2 separate regions of the Salmo salar genome follow, and region 2 is linked to region 1. Evidence: chromatin contacts called from public Hi-C data. All regions are on one chromosome and are shown on one strand. The core of a region is the stretch at or near the end of the contact, and the rest is flanking DNA. Distances in the headings are between cores, read along the strand shown.

Evidence for each region. Hi-C and Micro-C count contacts between places; a contact is called where the count stands out from the background.
Region 2: a contact with region 1 is called in a Hi-C map of gill, with 3 times the contacts expected there. The contact joins the promoter of col1a1a here to the enhancer-like site in region 1. A contact is called at or near these places in 2 of 3 Hi-C or Micro-C datasets (gill and muscle).

Annotation. Positions count from the first base shown.
Region 1 is chrssa06:44,682,587-44,689,268 of Ssal_v3.1, reverse strand. No RefSeq gene overlaps it. Among protein-coding and RNA genes, the nearest start is that of gngt2a, 43 kb to the right of the region's middle. Within about 2 kb of position 2,653, at least 1 of the 13 cell types and tissues checked has an H3K27ac peak or open chromatin away from gene starts, as enhancers often do. A contact at or near this core is called in gill, where this site is marked.
Region 2 is chrssa06:44,753,039-44,759,337 of Ssal_v3.1, reverse strand. col1a1a (collagen, type I, alpha 1a) reads right to left here and starts at 3,307. Exons shown (of 47, transcript XM_014204457.2): 1 at 3,003-3,307; 2 at 438-629. The coding sequence starts at 3,084.

The DNA of each region.
Region 1 (6,682 bases), core at 1,404-3,903:
GAGTGGGTCTAGGGTTTCTGGGATATTGGTGTTGATGTACAATCACTGGACACTTTAATAAATGGATCACTAGTCACTTTAATAATACCACTTTAATAATGTTTACATATCTTGCATTACTCATATCATATGTATCACCACCTCAAGCTGAACCTCGGCAAGACGGAGCTGCTCTTCCTCCCGGGGAAGGACTGCCCATTCCATGATCTCGCCATCACGGTTGACAACTCCATCGTGTCCTCCTCCCAGAGTGCTAAGAACCTTGGCGTGACCCTGGACAACACCCTGTCGTTCTCCACTAACAGCAAGGCGGTGACCCGATCCTGTAGGTTCATGCTCTACAACATTCGCAGAGTACGACCCTGCCTCACACAGGAAGCGGCGCAGGTCCTAATCCAGGCACTTGTCATCTCCCGTCTGGATTACTGCAACTCGCTGTTGGCTGGGCTCCCTGCCTGTGCCATTAAACCCCTACAACTCATCCAGAACGCCGCAGCCCGTCTGGTGTTCAACCTTCCCAAGTTCTCTCACGTCACCCCGCTCCTCCGCTCTCTCCACTGGCTTCCACTGGCTCGCATCCGCTACAAAACCATGGTGCTTGCCTACGGCGCTGTGAGGGGAACGGCACCTCCGTACCTTCAGGCTCTGATCAGGCCCTACACCCAAACAAGGCTCCCCCAGCGTCTTGTGACATTGTAGGTCTCTAATGAGATCCACAGAAGAGCTACAGAAGCGGCAACTCACTCACTCGCTCACTCACTCACTCACTCACTCACTCACTCACTCACTCACTCACTCACTCACTCACTCACACACACACACACACATACACGTGCTGCACACACATCACAACTGCTGCTACCAGATTCTTATTTACTATTGCTAATACTGCACAATTTAAAGACTTGCCCCCAACCCCCCCCCAACCAAAAAAGGTTATCTTATGGGGTCACCCGAAGGACACTTTTTTTCTAAGAGTGTAGGCCCATCTCAGAGTACACTCTCATGATACTCAGAACTGAGGTGAGGTTAGACTTATGGGAAATGCCATATCACAGTCACTTAGAGAGGACAAGAACTAAGATAGTGTCTGCAGAGTGGAGGGAGACTCTCTGACAGTTATGGCCTATTTTCCACTTTTCTCTCTCTTTTCTCCTTACGCCCTTTCTACCCTCCCCCTCTCTCTATCTTTCTCTCTCTTCCCCACCCTGCCTTTGTACCCCCCTCTCTCCCTATTACACCCCCTCCCTTTTCCTTCTATCATTAAACCCTTCCGTTTAAACCTTGTTTATTTGGGTCAATTACTGTTAACATTTTTTCACAGGGAAACTCCTTCCGGGAGAAAAGCAGTCATCTTCCTATGCCTGCGTCACCAACCCTAACCTCAGCCTGATGAATCAAATGAACACCTCCTCCAACTGTGAACCACTGTCTCTGTTTTCTGAGTTCTTCCTAGTACCCTCACACTTTTAGTTAGCCTAAGACTTGACACATCTCACATGTAGAAACACTTGTATTATCATCCTCAGATAGTTTGTGGGACATCTAATGATGTACAGTGTCCATGAGGGGAGTATTCAAAGGAAGTGTTAGCAAAAAAAAGTCCAGAGTAAGGATGGCAGTGGTGGGTGCTGCACAGACCCAACCTATGTCCCCCTGGTGGCTGCCTAAGGACGTCAGCAACACCACAAAGCAGCCAGACAATCAAGTCAGACTGAGGGAAGAAAAGAGAAGTATAGAGTAAGGGGAGAAAATAAAAGAGAGGAAAGGAAACATATCCAGATGTGAGGGTCGCCGCTCCATAACAAACAAGCTAATGGCTCCAGCTGCAGGTCACGTGACGTGAGGCGATAGGGCTGGGGGGTGGGGGGGGGGGATTTGTGTGTGGATGACTCACAACACAGAATTGTTTATTTTACTGCAGTGGAAGAAAATGGCCGCCGTCATCTTCCACGTCACTGGGTTATTTGTCTCAGCTTTGTTTAAACGGCTCATCTGGGTATCTGGACCCACTCAGGTCACGTGGCGCCTCAGTGGAAAACTTGGAGTCATGATGAGGGCGGGGTTTAGGGCTTGGTGAAAAGGGGGTGGAGCTGAAGACAGACATACTCTTATCTGATTGGCTCGTTGAGGATGACCATATGAGTCGTTTCGTTGGTTAGACAGTTTTTTCTCTCTTTCTCTGTGTGATCTCTCTCTCTCTCTTTGTCTGTATCCAAGTTAGAAAGGCCTGGAAATGCAAGAACCTCCTTCTGTACTGCGTCTGCTATTGTCCAGTCTGCATCTGCAGGAATGCATCTGAAACACGTAGGCCTTTCTTTTTCTCCAGGGTATGACAGGATATCTCATTCAACTTGACAATTCTTATAAACACTGATCTGATCCTTCAATGTCAAGCTTGTGCTTCTTGATAAGAACAGTCATTATTTTCAGTAAAATGGAAACATATTAAACAGTACCAATGCATACAGACTGTAAAAACAAAGACTGTTTGGGGGAATGTTGTCTGTTATCAAGGAGATCGTTCAAGATTGACTAAGAAATTGGATGACTGTCCTGAGGACGTCGGGAAATGCCTTTAAAACCGTCCACTTGGGACAACAGTGAGCGCTATTACCATAAAGTAGGCTTGGGCTTTTCTCAGGTGTTGTGGACGAGGGTGGCGGATGGGCGTAATCCATAGACTTAGATAGACATCACATCATTGTATCTATCCCTTTATGGCTTCTGTGAGAACATGGGCAGCACCACTGAGGCCATCTCCATTTTGAAGTAGTCCATTTTATTCTTCTACTACTATGAGTTGGCAAACAAACTGAAAGCATGCACATTGCCACCTATATTGCCATCTAGAGGCCTCTATCATTCTCTATGGCGTAATTCCATGATTCTGGATCGGATGGTGGTTTCTTCAATCCCAGAGGTAGACACCTGATTAGTTTTTTTTGTTTTTACCCTATCACAAACCTTCAGCCTTACCTTGACCATTCGGAATGAATACCCTATCCCAAAATTTGACGTTTGGATCAACTTGAAATTTGACGTTTGGAGAAATGCAGATAAATATCAAAACCTGAGGTGAAATTGGTAAAACCGTGAGAACTTTGCTGTTATTCCAATACAGCCTCAGGGTTCCCACTCCTCCACACCCCTTCAATTACAGGGGTCAAATGCCACGTAGCGCAGGACACCTTGATGTGTATGTATGTGTTTGGGTGTCTGGCCAGCCATATATTCTGTCGCTTCTCTCTATGCAATTCTGTCACTTCTCTCTCTGCTGTTCTTCCTCTCATCTCTGGAAAGCTTGAGGCGTGTCTGCTTCTATGAAGCTGCAAGAGAGACTCCCCGGGAATCTGGGATAGAGAGAGAGAGAGAGTGAGAGAGACACAGAGAGAGAGAGAGAGAGAGAGAGAGACAGACACAAAGGGAGAGATGGCAAGACAGTGAAAGAGAGAGAACAATGGAAGGAGATGATGTGAACTCTTCTGCCGACAAGCCCTAGTAGTAATCCATAGCTGTGTGTGTTAGAGCTGCACATCTGCTGCTATTACCAGGCGCTTCTCTAAGACTGGGGATCTACACTGTTTATCTAACTGACACACGCCCTCCTATCTATTAACTATCCGTTTATATATACAATGTAATCCACTATTTTATGTCGTCACACTCAAAGAATCCATATAATCTGTGTTAGTTGACAAAAAATTGGTTGTAAAGATTAGTTAAACAATCCTTTAGCAGCGAAACAAACGTTAAGGACTCATTCAAGTGAGGATCTTATTGTGTAATGACAGAGTAATGTCTCAAAGACCCTTTCCTACATCTCCTCCTCCTCCTCCTCCCTTTTCCTCACTGCCACATCAACAGTAGGGGAGTGCTGCTGGAGTGTCGGGGATAGGACACGCCAGAAAAAGGAAAGGAAAAGAGAAGGAGAAAAACGCCAACAACTGAACAGAGGCACACATGTCAAAAAGCTGAGGACTCTATGGTTCCATGTGAGAGATCCATTTGTATACATAGGCTAAATATGTAAGCTAGGTATACATTAACCTGTTCTAGTGGTGGTAGGCACCAATATCGCTAATTCGATATGCACGCAGGCGCACACACACACACACACAAACCCTTCATTACAGCAAGAGCCGAAGCAGATGCCTTCTCCTCTGCACACAGGTGCCAGTACCTGGCTCGGTGCCTAGTTCCAGGTCTTACCTGCATTTACAGAACCCCACCCAACAAAACACCACCTCTCCACCCAATCCCCATTCAGCCAGACTAAACGAATTAGCCCTGGTATGCAGGGTTATATCATAAATATAGTTAGCCATTCCACTTTGTTGGGCCTTCTAATACTTTATATAACTGATTGTGACACACTAAGAGGATGTGGTTATAGTACTTGGTCATGTCAAGTAAATATTGAAAGATGAATAACTAAATATGGGGAGACGCACAGGCATAGTGGTTAGATATATGTCCATATGAGGTGGGGATGGAGAGTGACGGATGGTATTGTTAAATTGGAGAGTTTCCGGTTGGAGGATAGAGAGGAAGGCCATGTTTCAGGTCTACAGGTAAATCTCCACTGGCAAGTTGCAAAGATGCTTGACCAGAGAGAGAAAGCATGAAGCAGTGGGATTCAACAGGTTTGGAATGTGGTTGGAAATAAAACTACATTTATCTACTAGATGGGAAAATGATATGAAAGTGCCATGATCATTGAGTTTGGTTAGAGTCCAACCAGACAGTTTTTCTGGGTTAAATGCTCGAGGGGACAAGTACAGTGGAGTGATGATCTTCTATAGAGATAACACTGTGGGCACCCCCTCATCACCCTTACGGAAAATGTCATGTGAAATCAAGCGGAACTGTGTTTTTGGAACACTTCACATTTTTACATGTCACATGTGAAAAACGTGTTTTCAATGAAATCAATGATGAGCGAATAGTCGGATTCGTTGATAAATGAAATAGCAGTGCAGATGGCACTATTTTGCTAAGTGCAGAGATGTATTGTAGGTCATTCATGTGTAGGGGACTCCTACAGACTTTATGACACAGCAGAAAGATCAGAACACCTCAAATCCAGAGGATGTGAGGTCAAATCCCAGGTGGGGTCATATTTTAGATGAACAGCTTACCATTTACTTTCATACCATTACATTACTTATAATGGTTTGGGACCATCATGTGACATCCTGACGACTGGTAAAACAAATGTCTTGAACCTCTTACGAAAAATCTTAACATGGTCCTCACCCAATTCCACGTGATCACGTTTCAACATGGAGAGCAACATGTGATAACATGAAAGTAAACATGTGACAACCTAGAGGGAGTGTAACGGCTGTCGGGAGAGAGAGTTGACCAAGGTGCAGTGGAGTTAGTGTTCATCATTATATATTTAATAGCAGAAAGAACACTATACAAAAATAAGAAAACTGACAGCCAAACAGTCCTGTCAGGTGCAAAACACTAACAGAAACAATTACCCACAAAACCCAAAGGAAAAACATGCTCCTTATGTGTGACTCCCAATCAGCAACAACGAGCTTCAGCTGTGCCTGATTGGGAGCCACACACGGCCCAAAACAAAGAAATACAAAAACATAGAAAAAGGAACATAGAACGCCCACCCAATGTAACACCCTGGCCTAACCAAAATAAAGAACAAAAACCCCTCTCTATGGCCAGGGCGTTACAGTACCCCCCCCCCAAGGTGCGGACTCCAGCCGCAAAACCTGACACTGAAGGGGAGGGTCCGGGTGGGCCTTCTTACGGCAGCGGCTCAGGTGCGGGACGTGGCCTCTGTTCCACCCTTGGCGTCGCCCTCTTAGGTGGCGCACCTGCGATGGCTGCGCCCAGCGATGACTGCGCCCGCCAGCGCCCTTCTCAAATTGTACAGTAATCTCCCCCGCTCGGTCATGTTGTCAAGCATGGAGCATCGTCCAGAAACATCCCAAATCTTTTTTTCCATTAAATATACTGTATGTTCAAATATTCAAACAAGTTTTTATTGGGAAGGCAGATAGTGTTTTTGTCAAAAGCAATCCCTTTGGCATGTGAAAACAAACAGTATCCTACTAATTAGTCCATGTGCTTCATCTACATCACTTTTGTCTTGAGACAACTTTGTTGTGGGCTTTGGACGGGGCACCTGTCTCACTCCTGGGAGGCAGCCCGGTTCCAAAATGTATCACCCGGTGCCAACTCCTCTCACCTAGGTGACCTATCCCAGATAATCGGATCCCCTCAATATCTCATGTGAAGTGTTAAAAAAAACACATTTGCGTGTCATTTCACAAATGTGATGTATTCCAAAAACAGATGGTTATCCTTTCCAGGTAATTTTGCATCCCCCTCTTGTCGGCTTTAAAATGAGATGGTGTGCTCACATGTTGTCACGGCTAGTTTCAGGTCATCACATGTTGCTTCACATGTTATCACATTAACTTCACATACGATCCCATGAGAGCACCTTTTGTTTCCCCTTAACGGCACTGCATTCATTCACATGATAATGATCATGATAACAGACAGGCCCCTGCAGGGGCACCCTCTAAACAGTCATTTGAGTACTTTAAACCACTGGGATAGCCATAAGCCAGGGAAGCTTACATTACTGTATATGGAGAGGAGCGAGAGAGAGACAGCTGTTGAGTATATATCAACAAGAACTTTT
Region 2 (6,299 bases), core at 2,058-4,557, 69 kb before region 1:
GGGTGCATTTAAATTGTACATAAGGCCTACTGTGTTATTAGATTTAGAACTAATAGGGGCCTACAATGTCTGAACTAGGCCTAATGAAAATGTACACAAATGGCCAATTTGAGACTAGGTCAAAGTTGAAAGGAAGGCCAGAGGTAGTTAGGAGGTGGCAGTGGCACCAGACTGGACATGCGCATTATATGTGCCTGAAGCACTGAATAGTATCCCATCTCATTTCGGAGGAAAAGGGGAAAAAATGACTGGTGTGATTAGAATAAAAGGTAAATCCAAGTTAATTCCTCGTTGGCCATCCATAAAATGCTGTCCAACCCCTTAAAAGTAAAAGCCGAACAGTCCCTCTGGGGCCTCGAAAAACGTGTCAAAACGGATTCTGAGAGTGCCTGCGCCTGTAACGTAAACCTCGTTGCGTCGGGAGGAAATCGGCGTACCGTCGTCGGGGCAGATGGGGCAGCATTCGTCGTGGGGGATCACTGGATTGGGGCAGTCGGATGTGTCCTCACAGATAACTTCGTCGCACATGACGGTGCCGCTATCGCACACGCAGATCTGGCATGGCTCGGGTTTCCAGACATCTCTGTCGTTGTAGAATTGACCGTCCAACGTACAGCTGCCGGCGGTGCCTGAGAAAGATGCAGAGATGAAATAGTTTAGATCGCTTGCATCCAATGTCGACCTAGAAGGCACGGATGCCCATGTGATGACGCTTTGACCAGGTGATGCATACGAAAATGTATGTACTCACCAAGTCCCTCTGGATAAGAGTGTCTGGTAAATCAGCATTTCCTAACTCCAGTCCTTGATCACCCCCACAGTACACCTTTTTGTTGTAGCCCCAGACAAGCTCACCTAATTCAACTTGTCAACTAACATTAATCATTAAGCCCTCATCAAGTTAATTCAGGTGAGTTTGTCAGCGGCAACAACAAAAATGTGTGCTGTCGGTGGTACTCTAGGACTGGAGTTAAGAAACGCTGTGCTAAATGACAAATGTATTTGTAATGCCTTGATTGGAATGAACAACAGGACAGAAGGCCTGGCAAACGATTAAAGTAAGGCCTATTTCCTACATTTATGTTGACAAATATTGTTGAAATGTAAAATAGGGGTGGGTATAATTTGTGGTACGTTCCAACAGGAATATGTTACAAAAACTTCGTAAATAACAAGGTTGCCAACAAACAACGTTTTCACTCAGTACGTTTATTCCGAAAAATGTCTGTCCTCACTCTGGTAGCCTATGGCCAAACATTAAGAATAAGCAACATGGTGAGTTGATGCCTATTCGGCAGCTAGTTAGCTAAGTGAATTGATCATGCTACTTTGTATGCGTTGTCTTTTGGCATCCTTGTACATGACGACGTTTTTGGAACAGATTCCTGTTATAACGTTCGACAAATTATACCAACCCGCAAAATAGTAAGCCCTGAGGGGTATACTACTACAAAGTAGGATCAATTAGTTACCCGGATAACTTGCCTAAAAAATCTGAAATAACTTATTGATTTTCTGCATCATTAAGAAAATAATAAGTAGTTGTTTATTTTAAAGTTAGATGGCTAACTAATTGATCCGTCTTTGTAGTATAATCATCAGGCTTGACTACCTCTGAAAATTCGTTTTGAGCTTGTTTATTTATTGTTGGATATCAAACCAGACATTGCATTCCCAAAGTAAGCCCAGCTAGCGCTCTAACTAGGCCTAAATAGCCAATATTATATTGTATTGATGGCGAATTTGTGATCTTCGTTTAGCCGTGGGCCCGACTACCTGTGTCCAAACCAACAATGTTGGTCCACAGGAGTTGCTACAATTTGACTGTAGAGGGCGAAACAGTCAGTGGAAAAGGTCCACGTCGTCAATGCTGTCCTCCAAACGCTGCTGAAATAACTAAAAACTGTCGGTTTGGCAACCACCCGCGTTTATACCTCAGTGGAAAGTTTCCGAAGTCTGAATGTGTTTTCAATTATTCAAAAAATGAAAGGGGATGGTAGGGGGCGCATTGAAAACATTTAAATGTTGGTGGAATTGCATGTCAGAACCACATGGTGGCGCTACAGGGCCGTAGAGCGAATTTGCACATCTGTACGCCCTAGATGCAACTAGAAACCCTATACTCAAGTGTTTGGTGACACCATACATCCAATAACTTTAAAACGGATTTTGTAGTTTGTCTATAGGTAATGCATTTAGGTTCTTATACTTTATATCTATTTGAATACACTTTTTGTAAGTAGTTACCTGTGCCAAATAACTGCGCTTGAAACTATTCAAGGGAAGTTGCGCATGATGATGCTTTGTCCTCTCCTTCAACATTTAGGTCACCGTATTCTTTCCACAAACGTAAAAATATAGCCTACCTGTGATGAATGACTGTATACATTCCATTTAGAAAAACTCGAGGTTTAAGATTACCATGGTTCAGGAATGACCCTGCTCCTTTTCTACATGGCTGACATTTATGCCTCAGGCTACGAATTATTGCTCCATAACCAACTGAATAACTTTATTTCCAGACTGAGCCATATAGGCCCGTTCAATTCCACTCAGTCCAATGGGCAGAGAGTTGGCATGCCATGTCGCCTTCCCCTCTATCCCTTACATGCGTTCAAATATTTCCAGCTGTTAAAATGTACCTCCAGGGCATCAAATAACGAGTGGAAGGGAAAGCCTTGGAACCTGTACCAACTCGTTCCAAAGGCACGCGCAGTCACGCGTGAGAAGGCCCACAAGCAATGACGCGCATACACTCTGCTCAAGCTGCAAGAGAGGCTATCCTTATGAATCCCACAACAACAAAAACATTTAACCAGTCAATAAACATTTACCACAGATAAATATAAATGTATCCTAATATATCTGAATGGCTCAGTCATCACCAAACCTTTTTCCTATTAAAACCACCTTTCTCTTTCAACCCAGTCTTTCCATATCAACATCGTTAAGACAATAGATACCATACCAGAGGCAAGGATAGACTAAAAAGAGACACTTACGATCGTCCTCGCCTTGTCCTCTTGCCAAAAGCACTGTTGCGCTGAGCAACAGCGCTAACCGAATATCCACAAAGCTGAACATGTCTAAATATTAGACATGTAGACTCTTTGAGGCGAGGGGGGAAGTTATATTTTCCGTTAGACTCCAATCATACAAGTAGGGTCCGGTTCTCTGTATTTCCAATCCAGACCCCGCAGAAAACTCCCTACTGCCTACATAAACTTTTTGCCCTGCCTTTTATATTCCAAACTTTTGGGGAGGTGCTGGCCACACCAGAAATCTCCAGCATGCTCATGTTCATTAAAAGAAAGTTCCTCCTTCCATCAGTACAAAGGGGGTGTCGTAGGCACATTTTTCACCTTGAAGTCTCAGGAAACTTGATCTTTCTATAAAAGGTGGAGGTTTTGTAAAAAAAACTCCCCTATCCCGGCTTAGACAGACAACAGGCCATGGCATCTCCAAAAGTCTATTGGCGAGGAGGGCCCGGATAGCGAGCTCACTGTCGGTAGATTCTTCAAGGTTGCAATTAAATAGAAACGAGCTGTGCACAGAAAATGGATTTAAATTATGTTGCTTACCCCACTTGTGTGTTTCCAGGCAGATGTTACTTTGTTGTCAATATTGAATGCTTTGCAGTTGTAGCACAGTCTTACTTTTACGAGTAGAAGGTGCCACATCAACGTGGACACTAAATTGGGCATGCACTGTTCCCTCAGGAGCTGTGGTTTCGTTGCAATTTTATTATTCTGTGGGGATGGATTGGCTGTTGCTTAGCAGGCCTGTACGTCTGTGTCTAGGCCTAGGATATTTCTGATCGAAACGTAGCTATCGGAAACGTTTACCTACATTTTTGTTTAAGGTGAAATTGCTCATCGATTGAATCCAGATGTGGGGCACTATCGAATGTATTCCTAAGATTATTTTAGTTTTTGTAGTAAATGTGGTTTGAAGTTCTATGACCGATCATATTGGGAGAGGTGTGCGGGCTTTCGATAACCTATTGCATGTAGCCAATCGTATCGATAAGGATCTTGATTTGATGAAAGGATGGCTGCTAGGCCTTACTGAGCTACAGTTTAGGGGAAGAGTGTGTACAGTGTCGCTATGGGGCACATTGGAAACTCACAGTTTAGACAATAGTATTATTTTGGCTGGAATTGAACGTTTTTATTTCACATTTGTTCATAATATAGTTCTCGCGATATGGGATCGGCTTCGGAAGGTATACGTGGAATGAGAGATCGGAAAATTGAATGCCCGTGGATTGCCAGCGCATCTTTCATCTTGGCATCAATCCCACTACAGGTCGCCTGAGGAGAATATCGTCAATTAACTCCTGGTTAATTAACGCCTGTTTGAAGAATATATACCGGATTCTCTCTGGATGGAAACCGTCAACTCCTCTACTGGTCGTGTGCATGCTGCAGAACGTCTGTGCACAGACATAAACACGCAAAAAAGTTATAATGACTGAAACAGATGTGGAAACTCCCCTGCAATTCCACAACGGAAGAATTCGTTTCCAAACGAAAAATAATGTATTTATTTAGGACGTTTGTCTCAAGTTTGTTGTTAGTCCTGCTATAAAGAGTCAAAAAGCACCCTAACTCCCCAGATGAAGGTGTCATACAACATCCATGCACATATAGCAAATAAATACAATGAGTTATTAGTGAATAATGTGTAATCGCCAGATGCACTACTCCGCAACGCCCATAATGTAATTATTACGCACAGAAAGACAAGACACTTCTCCATAGACGCGCCTGCATCTTCCTTAAGAAAAAAAAACATTTTTTTGGCATCAGTACAGTCTTTTCTCTGCACTGCAGACACGTTGCAGCTTTAAGCAGAACTACTCAATCCCATCCCTGCTCTTTCCCTTCACGTCTGAACCCCTCTCACATCACATGCCTTCACATTATCCAAGAAATGCGTCTCTTTTTTTTTACGAGGATGACGATGGAATACTTTCTCTGAGATAGAAAGCGCCACCTCATCATTTCGAGTTCTGAATCAGGTGTATGTGGGACTAAATTACAAGTGCATTGTACCATTATTAAAAACAGAACGGGGCATGATTGGCTTCTCATAATGATGGAAATTCTGTAAGAAAGGGGAGCTAGCTTTGCGTGAATGAACCCTCCATTTGAATATGTGGCATTTAGGATGGACTGCTGTACAGTCCAATGACAGTCTACAGGTCCAATGGCGAGCCACCCGGTAATTGTGTGAATGAGATGGCCGTGACGATCCGTTCTAAAAATAATTTCATTCAGATCAACCGCATGTTTGATAGGCTATAAGTACAATGATCAATGAAATGCATCGTAGTTTTGTGATCTTTTTTTTAAGTGCGTAAAATACCCTACATTGTGTAAATGTAAGCCTTCTTGCTTTGTTTTTAATGATGCAATGTAAGCGTCACTTGTCGATCAGCATAATAAAATAAAAACGTAATTTGACGGAAGACCGAATATTTATGTTGAATGTTAAACAACAAAGACTGAACTGAAACAACGCATTGGTTACTGCAATTACGTATAGTGCACCTTTTCCTTGACTGGCTTGTATAGGCCTAGACCACTAAAAGTCTTTAGGGTAGTGTAAAAGTCATGTCCGACATAGGTTATGCTAATCTTCGCCCAAACTCTCCAAATCGAATCGCACCTAAAATTGAAACTTGCCGTGCAGTATGAATGTCAAGTGAAACCGCAAAAGCCACAGTGTTGACTGCTCTCACCCCCTGGAATTACTGGAACTTTTCACGCAATGTAAATTGTGGTTAAGGCTAACGGATGGCCACGAATGTCTCCAGAGGGGAATGCATACCAAAAAAATTGCCTACATTAAAAAAAATACATAAACATGGTCACGCTGAAAAATTAGCTAAAGAAGGAGTTGTGACAGGGCTACTATTGACAAGCAAAAGTGTCAAACATCTCAAGTTAAAAAGTCAAATTACAAGCCTGTAATTCAAGACCCTTGTCACGGTTGTGGTAGGATGAATCGGACCAAAGTGCAGCGTGATTATCGTTCCACATATTTTATTGAACTGTGAAACTATGCAATACATACAAATAAACTGAATAACAAAAAAACAAACCGTGACGCAGAGGTGAAACATACACTAACTCAAAGACAATCTCCCACAAACCCAGGTGGGAAAAACACCTACTTAAGTATGATCTCCAATTAGAGACAACGATGACCAGCTGCCTCTAAGTGGAGATCATCCCAAACAAAACCAACATAGAAATACAAAACTAGAACATAACATAGAAAAACTAAACTAG